2 separate regions of the Mus musculus genome follow, and region 2 is linked to region 1. A link is a contact called in public Hi-C data. All regions are on one chromosome and are shown on one strand. The core of a region is the stretch at or near the end of the contact, and the rest is flanking DNA. Distances in the headings are between cores, read along the strand shown. Region 1 has its middle 22 kb from the start of Gm39231. Region 2 holds the start of A330008L17Rik (RIKEN cDNA A330008L17 gene).

The links. A called contact is a pair of places that touch in the nucleus more often than the background predicts.
Region 2: a contact with region 1 is called in a Hi-C map of cerebellum, with 2.0 times the contacts expected there. The contact joins the promoter of A330008L17Rik here to the enhancer-like site in region 1. A contact is called at or near these places in 2 of 39 promoter capture datasets (hippocampal neurons and liver), 1 of 484 Hi-C or Micro-C datasets (cerebellum) and 2 of 115 datasets of contacts at active chromatin or transcription factors (embryonic forebrain and embryonic midbrain).

Annotation. Positions count from the first base shown.
Region 1 is chr8:97,860,154-97,864,675 of GRCm38.p6, forward strand. No RefSeq gene overlaps it. Among named protein-coding and RNA genes, the nearest start is that of Gm39231, 22 kb to the left of the region's middle. Within about 2 kb of position 1,543, at least 2 of the 459 cell types and tissues checked have an H3K27ac peak or open chromatin away from gene starts, as enhancers often do. A contact at or near this core is called in cerebellum, where this site is marked.
Region 2 is chr8:99,413,500-99,418,317 of GRCm38.p6, forward strand. A330008L17Rik (RIKEN cDNA A330008L17 gene) reads left to right here and starts at 3,175. Exons shown (of 5, transcript NR_132435.1): 1 at 3,175-3,278. Cdh8 (cadherin 8) reads right to left here and starts at 2,972. Exons shown (of 12, transcript NM_007667.3): 1 at 2,583-2,972.

The DNA of each region.
Region 1 (4,522 bases), core at 293-2,792:
AATAAATAGGGATATTTTACAATCAGGAAGGAAGATGATCAAGCAATTAGGACACTTAGCTGTCATTAGATGCTGACGCTGCTGCTTCCTGTTATTGCACGCTTCCTATCTCTGCAGATGAGAGATCTGCAAACAGTCACTGCCAGGGAGAACTTTAAGTAAAATCAGATAGAAGCAACTCAAGTCTGGAGACGCTCTGAGCCTTCATGAATAATTCTTGAATAGTGGTGTGAATGCGGCTTGCTCAACTCGCGGGCTCTTTCAAGTTGTTAGTTTCATGTTTTATTTAAGCCCAACATAAATGTTAACGCGGTCCTCATCAGATTCCTTTTATCTAACTTCGAAGACTGATGTGTTGATATTGTAATGTGGGAAGAGGGCCTTGGGGAGAGATACTAAATGCCCATCCAGGTATTCTGTGAGGAGTCATAGGTAAATTTCTTTTTCAGAAACTCAGTTGCACTTATATTAATTAATTAATTAATTAATTTGCTCTCAGAATGCTATCTTGGTACACATACCTGCTGATTAATGTTTAATTTGTTTTCAGATGTTTTAGTGTGATACCTCAGTTCCATGGAGTGAAACATAGGGCAAAATCTTCTTGTGACAACCTTTGTTAAGTCAGTGACTGAAAAAGTGTACATAATGCAAGCTTTAATCAAAGAGAACACCATTAAAAGCTTACCATGTGAGTGTCTTCATCGTGAAATAAATGTATATGGCCATGTTATGATCTTCATTATGAATTTTTTTCATATCCTGTTTCTTTGTTGATTCAATTTGTCAATACTCCTTAAGGTATTTAAGCCTGTGTTCCACTTACAAACTGGAGCACACTTATGTCATTTGTAAATCTTTTTCTTATTGGAAACTGATCTGAGGTAAAATATCCCGTTTCATGGTACTTAGGCCATTTAGCATCTTAGAATACTCTTCTGCTTTTGCATTTCAAAGTTACGAAGAACAAAGACGGTTCATGGTGTCTACTTGAATGAGCTATGCCAAATCATACACCTCACTTAATGGGAAGACCTTTGTAACTTTTCAGTAGGAAAAAAAAAAAAGGATTTTAAATAAAATTAAAAAACCTGAAATGATAGCATTCTTACTAATGTAGCATTAGCATTAATTATCCTAGGGGTTAATTTTTCTAAGGTACTCCAAGCTTCAAACTTATGTCCTAACTGATATGTATACATTTAGAGTTAATTAGAAAATTTTTGGAGTATTTCCCCCAGTGCACATGTTAGTAGATAGCACGTGTAGGATGTTTATTAGGAAGATGGCCAACCCCTATATAAGTTCTATACATGGGGAATGGGTTTTCCTATATTTTGCCAGATCACAACCAGTCAGAAGATGTGGCTTAGTAATTTTGTGCAGAAGAAATCCCTTCATCTAGGAGCCGTTGTTTTCTAGATTATTTACTTTGAGCCATCACATGCATTTCAGCTTTGGCCAAATGCTTGATTCTCTGTACCATGACTTACAATGTGGTTTTCATTTCACTGAACTTTACAAGACTGCAGAAGGATTGGAAATCCAATCTGTCAAACCAGGCCATCTGTCTGTGTGTTCTGAAGCCAGGACGACTGTGCATACTTTGTGTTTCTTTCATTTATTGCATGAGAATTGACCAGTGTCTTCCTATTTCTTTACACTGCTAAGGTAATAAATGTAAAGTAAATTAATTTATCAACCCAATGCTCTGAATCTTGGTTCAATACTATAACCACAAAACTCCTCCTTTTATTATGGTAATGGCAATAATTACAATATCAGGTGCTAACATATAGTAAGGACAAGCTTGTTCTAAAAAGGGTAAAATACTTCCTTTGCATATAACCATCATAACAACTATGTGAATTTGGAAATACTATCATCTGATGTATCCAAACAGGAACAAAGGAAAAATATTTCAGGTTCAGTAATTAAGTGATCCAAAGTCCTTTAATAAGAGCAGCAACCGTACACTGAAATGAGGACCGCTAGGCTTGATTGCAGTTTTTAAGACTGAGGCTACTCTACGACACTATGACTTTACACATCCCACAAAGAACCGCAATTTATTTAAGTTACAGAGAGAGAGAGAGAGAGAGAAGGGAGAGGGAGAGAGAGAGAGAGAGAGAGAGAGAGAGAGAGAGATTTTCAAAACCTTGTGCTTTCAGTCTATTATAATCTCTAATTTTCTGGTAAAATATTTAAAACTGTTTTTTAATTTTTACTTGAATCATAAGACATTTAGTTCATAACACAAAACACAGTGGAAGAGCTGACCCTGGGGAGCAGGAGAGGTTCCTCCCTGTAGCATCTCTCCTGTGCTACTCGGACAGCAGAAATTCCCTTGACCTTTTGGATTAGTGCCCTCATCTTCATAAATAAACATAGTAGACTAAATTGTGTCTAATGTTCTTCCAGCTCTGACCTTCCATTTTTAAATAAAACCCTATCCATTCTATTTATGGAGGGACCAAAGACATACATAAAATAAAATAAAATGACTAAGTTAATCCGTAGATTTGCTAACCTTGTGCTCTCTGAATAGCCTCTCCAGTGCATTGTCTGAGATATCATCCTGTATTCCCCTTCATTCCTGCCTGACACATGTTAATTAGAGAAAAAAAAATACCTATGTGAAAGAGCGCCTCTAGGTCTTCTAATTTTCCACATGACTCCTGAGCAGAAAGAGTTTCTGGACACTTTTAAAATATGCTGCTGTTTGAACCTATTGACCTGGTTTTAAACACTTTATTTTCTATCTTCAGCTTCAGTGTACAATAGGAACACTGTGATAAAAGACGTATGAACTACATTAAGAAATGGAACACTATTCAAGTTCCCACAATAATGTTAGGGCTTACATATAACAAAGTCGTCTAATGCTCAAGTATAGAGGACTGGTTTAAAATGATCAGGAAAATATGCGGAGAGGTTTCTTGGGAATAGGGTGTTCAGAGGGATGTTCATTTTTCAAAATAACAATAAAGTCAGAATGTACCTCCCTATCCCAGGCTAGAATGTCATATATTTAAGAAAAAATTTTATTTGGGGCTGGTATGTAGCATGACATACAAAATGTTCTGACCGCTGTAGCATATGCATAGCTAATCTATGGCTCATGCAACTTTCATAACCCTCTCTGCTGATTCTCTTCTAATATCTCTCTAAAGACATTTGCGGTATCATTCTTCATTTATTTTGCATGCTGCTTTCACCCATTGTGGATAAACAGGAATAAAAATTTCTGGAGGTATGAATAGTTATCTTTGCTGAAGCTTGGTGAGGTTTTAATAAAATATACATGACACCAGTGTCTGGGTATGGGCTTGCAAGTCATACAGCAGCAAGGAAATCTAGAAATAATTATGATCTTTTTTATGATGATCGAGGGATTAGCACCTCGGGAATAAGCAATCTAAGGCAGCATTGCCGCGGTCCCTTATGTGCCCTTGAACCACTGCAAGTGAATTCAAATAGGGACCACATACATTATATTTAAACAAAACTGTTTATTGTTCTGAATTCAGGAGAAAAAAATGAAACCTGAGGGTTTGTTTAAATTTGGTGGGAAAATTGTCAACTTAGTTAATGCATTTTGCTTACACCACCCATAAAACAAAGGTTCCAAAAAGAAAGTCTGGTCTGTCCTGGTAGCTTAACAAGGGTCTTCTCTGCTCATCCATGCCCCATCTTCTTTAACTGTGTTTTGTAGCCACACATCTAAAGCACAACTCTTCATATCACAAGAGTTAAGGCTTCTTCGTTTGTCTGTGCCTGTTTTGTGCTATTAGAAAATATGTCAGGTTCATCTACAAAGCCCAGTCATTTACTCCTTCACGTCTCTAGAGTCTCTCATGCCAAGCTCAAGGTTCTGACATTTGGTGTGTATTTTCTTGATACCTCTTGACACAGCAGAAGGGCAAGAGAAAGCAAATCCATTGTCCTTACAAAGCAGAGGAGGTGGCCAGGGTGAATCCATTTTGAACTGCTTTTTTTTTTTTTAATAACAACATTAATCCATTCATGAAGGTAGAGCCCTCATGACCTAACTATCTTTGAAAAGTCACACTTCCCAATGCTTTAGGGATTAAGTTTGGAAGGGCTAAAGCCATGTCAGTAGATTATTCATGCCTTCCACTTAGATTTCTTGAATTTGTAAAACTATGCCAAATACATTCCTGTAACTTTTGACTTTGTAAAAGCACAGGTTATTTTCAGTTTGGTGCAAAATGAAGACAAGTGAATATGAGGCCATGCCAATATCATTTTTCTGACCAGCTCAAGTCTTTAATAGAGGGAAAGGGATAACTGAAAAACAAAATGGGAAAACATATGTATTGCCATATTAACAGTGGTGGCTTACCTGTGATCAGCACTTCTTCCATGTATAAAAACTCACCTTAGAAATTGAAAAAAGGGATTTAATAAGAAGACCATGCAATCAATTACATCTCTGTATCAACAAGTATACTTTACTTCCATTGTTGAAGTTATAATTGCCTATGATATTATTTTATAT
Region 2 (4,818 bases), core at 1,925-4,424, 1.6 Mb after region 1:
CATGAAGTGCTATGCTACATTTTAGAGTGCAGCGATTTAAACATTTGGAGTCTGGAGGGATTTTAGAGACAATACATGATAATGCAGAATCACTTTTTAAATAACAGTAAGAGTTAGAATTTTTAAAAAATTCTTGGGGTTAAAAGTTTGATAGACAGAATTATACCACAGGTCTTAGTAATTCTTAGCCAATATCTCAGCCAATTTGTGATGGTGAGCACTTGACTTTACTCTCATGCCATAGTCTTTGGAGCAGAATGAAAAGTCTAGGCAGCCTGGAACAATTCTGAATGAAGCCATCCTGGAAGTGGCAGAATGGATCCTCTCTTTTCAGGATTTTTCTCAACTCCTTACCCTCTTCTGAGGCCGGGAATTGGGGGAGGGGAAGAAAAATGAAGAAAGAGAGAAATGTATATATCAAAGATTCAAAGGTCCTGTACGACTCTTGCAGCAGAAAATGACTGTGTCACAAGGAGTTTTCAATCTGCTAAAGCTGACTTAAAGAATGCTGCTATCTCTTTTATTATTTAATGAGGGGGTTAGTCATAGAATTTCAGCCATAGAGGGAAGTGGGTAAACCTATTTGCACAGCGCGATTATGAAGAGCTCTCTTTGATGGGAAAAATGTATGGCTCAGAAAGGAACCTTCAAAGGTGCAAGTCTTCCCAGTAGAAGAAACACACACACACACACACACACACACACACACACACACACACGCACATGCACGAGCACACACACACACATACACACACCCTACACATCCACCCACACTCACACACATTACAGACTAAAGCTCTGCAAAACCGGACACAGGCAGATGAAAGGCTGTATGTAGCCAGGGAGAAATTTCAGTGGTGTTTAGCAGAAACGACAAGGCTCATTTTGCATGCAGTGAAGTACAGCAGCGAGACTGAATGGATGGAAAATCCCACTTTCAAATCTTACATAAATATCTCTTTCGCGCATATAGTTTTCCAGTTGAAATGCTCAAATAATGAAGGTAGAGGTGACAGTCTAGCGAGGGCTTTTAAGCATCCAGATGGCTGTCAAAGTGTTACAAAAGAGGAGAGGAATGTTGAAACGGTCCCAGGCAACCCCAGTTTCTCTATCTGCCTGGCGCTGGTCCCTGATGTGAGAGGATACCGCTCTTGCATACTATCAGAGTTCTTCTCATTCTTTGAAATACAGAGCAAAAAAATAGCTGCTAATCTGGTTAGCAGCTGCGTGGCGCAAAGGGATTGTTGGGACCGTGCCCCCTAAAGAGGAAACTGCTTGCAATCTTCAGAAACCATGGCAAAGTTGAAAAGGCCCCTTCTCCCTCCCAGTTGCTTGGTTATAAGCTCTGCCCTTTAATTGGAGATGAAGTGAGCAGCTGCCAGCCTGATTTTCCATTACAGACTAATGTTGTGCGTTTACGACAATAAACAATTAATGTTGTTTGATTTCTTACGTTTAGCCATCCAAGCTAACAGCTGCCATCTCCGCTCAGGAGGCTAACAGGCTAGTCACTGTCGTGTCTCAAATTGTATGCCTTCAGGCAAGGGGCCACCACCACAAAACTTTGAGAATTTTACAGCATTGGGCAAGGTGAGGTTTTAGTCTTAGGAAGAAGGAAAAAAATCGGAGGAATTGTTGGATACCTGTTGGTATCAGCATCGGAGGCATCACGTTTACCCGGTTTACCAGGCTTGGCTAGAGCCTTAGGAAACCAGGGTAGGTCTCTTATGAACCTGTTACCACGCTGGCGGAACATAGCCAGGAGTCCCTTTCGCCTGCTGTCTGGCAGGGGCGCGGCTGGACCCCCAGGGTTGGCTAAAGCTAAGCACGGAGATCACTGCGAATCTTTATGCACTGTGGGCTCTGGGATAGGGAGAAGTCATTGGGTGCTTGGGAGGGCTGTGGATGCGGGCTCGCTGCTACTGACTGGTCTGTCTGTGGGTCCTAAGCCAGTGCAGAGCAGCATCTTGATGACTACAGAGTGGCTAGGTGGCCCCGGAGCTCCGCAAGTTTGCAGCTGGCACCGCGCCCCCGGGCTGGAACAGACACTTGTGGAAAATCCTGGCGCTGGGGCTTTCGCAGCAGAGCGGTAGCCCTCGGCCCAACCGAGGAGGTCGCCCTCCCACGACTAAGAGGTGGGGACATGCGGAAAACAAGGAACCTGCTCCTCTAGCCTCTCAACGCGCTTTCCTCTCGAGCTCGCTGCCTCCTCTGGGCAGGAGGCGAGTATTTCCCTTTCACCGCACCGACCCCGCAGTGAAGGCGCACCGCTGCAGCAGCGCCTGCCTGCGTCTCCAGGGTGAAACCGACAAGCGACTGCAAAGAAGGAACGGGTGGCGCGGGAACTGGAGGTGGGCAAAATGGGGCTCCGAGAGCAGTTTGCAAAACAGGTTAGGTAGAAGGCAACCCCATCAGCTACAGAAGCAACGAAAGGAGATGCGGCTCGGAGGGTTATCAGTGCTAGCGTTCCTCCATCCCCCAGGTGCGTATGGTGAGTGAGGGCGCGTGGGAATTCCTAAAGGAAGCAATCCCCTCGGCTCTTCCCCGCCCGGAGGCGTACGCGGATAGGGGATAGTACTTACTCAGGTCGGGCTCCGGGATGCGGAAAAGCCTCAAGACTCTGGGTTCATAAATGGCTGGAGGAGCTGAGGGTCAGTTCCCGAGAACAGCTAATGTCCACGAATCCCCGCGCGCAGGGTAATCTCCTCCGGGTCGCGTTCATGCCTCTCAGAGCTGTGGAGCCTGGTGCGGGGATGCGAAGCCGGCGCGCTGGGCTCTGCGTCCACAGCCTAAAAGTACAGCTCCGGTGTTGACGCTCAGGTCTATGCCCAAAGTGACAGTGGCGGAGCTTGGAGGAGGTAGGGAGATTCCAAATCCATCCACTAATTCTGGGCCGAGCGCTCCGGCTTGCGAGCCCGCCTGCCTGCCAAATGTAACTGTGAAGTGATGTGGAAAAGTGAGCCGGGTGCCTCCCCTGACGGATCTCATTGGGCAGAGCTCAGAGGCAGGTCTACCACTTGGAAATTCATGTAAGCAGTCCCCCACCCCGCCCCCTCCCTGCCTTGCCCCTGCGCTCTCCCGCGCTTGGTTTCCACTCCCTTTCCTCCTACCAAGAGTGCGCACAACTTTTCGCTGGTCGCTCACGAGCACGCCCAGCGCGCCTCCGCCGCCGGAGTCACCGGGTGAAGATGAGCCCTTCCAAGCTTTGCGCGCAGCCCGCCGCGCCGCCAAGCTCTTGGATAAAGACTGCTGGCAGATCAGAAAAGGATGCGCAGGAGGTACCCTCCAGCTTTCTCTCTCTAGGTCTCACCTGAGCCCCAAGGCTAACATTATCTTGAAAAGCATCTCAGACGCCCAAAGCTGGTTTCTGTGGAGGGCGAGGATGCGGCAGCGCGTGGACCATTCACCTTTTCCCTCATTCTGAAGACGTCTTGCATAAGGAATTGCATGTTTGCAAGACCACTGCCTGATAAAACTACTGGTTTCATGGGGGTGGGTCGATCAGTCCTAATGCCCTAGGGTTGCTACTCCTTTGGGAGGCGGGGGGGGGGGGGAAGGGACGGAGGGGGGAGATAAGGGACAGTAGAGGCAGTCAAGAGAGATTTGCAGAGAAGTGAATGGGCAGGAAAAGGGTAGAACTTGCTGTGGCCATAAAGAGAGGGTCTGGAAAGCTGTGTCAGAGTGGCTCTGACATGCTGCCCTCCCTCCCCCCTCAGGGGGAGAGTACTGTCCTTGCATCTCCCCTTTTTCTACCAAGTGATGCCCTACCCTTGGATTGCCCAGTCTAATGATAGAATTTCGTAAGCACTCAGTTGTTTTGTTTTTTTTTTAAACAAAACAAATCAAAATCCGCACCCAAGTATAAGCCAATGCATATAGGGGCCACAGACCCATAGACCCAGGTCTCTTTTCTTGTGGCCATCAAGACTAACACGTGGAAATATTCAGCGGCATCGATCTCTGTTTGTCATTTAAACACTGTGAAATACATGACAAATTAAACATCCCTTACCTTTCTTCAAAACTCTCTTCCATGGAAGACAGGGGTTTATCTGTTTTCTGACTCACTAGACTAGACGTGAGCTCTGAAGATGGGTTTTTGACCATCTGGGGACAGAGCTGCAGCAGAAGGGGTGCAGAGGAGCAGACGCACGGGCTGTGGAGCCTGTACTGTCTGACTCGAATTAATGAGACGCAGTGAGCAGAATGGAAAAATAGGCACAATATGCTTATAATACTTATGCAAATTTGGCTTTTTGATGCTGTACCTAACCTCTCACGGTAAAAAGTTGAAGACATTGGCTATCAGGTTATTATCTGTTTGATTCACATTCTCGTTACCCTAAAGAAAGAAACTTGGTAAATTATTTGGGTGGGGGACACTAAAGAAAGAAACTTGGTAAATTATTTGGGTGGGGGACACTAAAGAAAGAAACTTGGTAAATTATTTGGGTGGGGGACAAGGGGTATTTTACCCCTCCAGCAGTTGCTGTTTGTTCTCTATTCAAAGGCTGTGTTCGCTTATGAGGAGGCATTCTGGCTTTGGCTAATTCTGTCTTAGAAAAGAACAGCAGTCAAACTCAATCAAATTATAACTGCCGTTAGACTAGACAGTCCCAAGTGGACAAAGAAATAGATCACACCTTCGGTTGTGCTTAATTTTCAGACATTCATTTTCACTTTGAACAAATGGTCTGAGCCTTTCCTTGGGGTACTTTCTTACATCTAGGAGAAGGAAAAAAAGGTCATATGTTCCTGAAGGCTGCGGATTGTCACAAGTAACAAAGTCATCTCAAAAGAAAAGACTGCCGGAGAGAG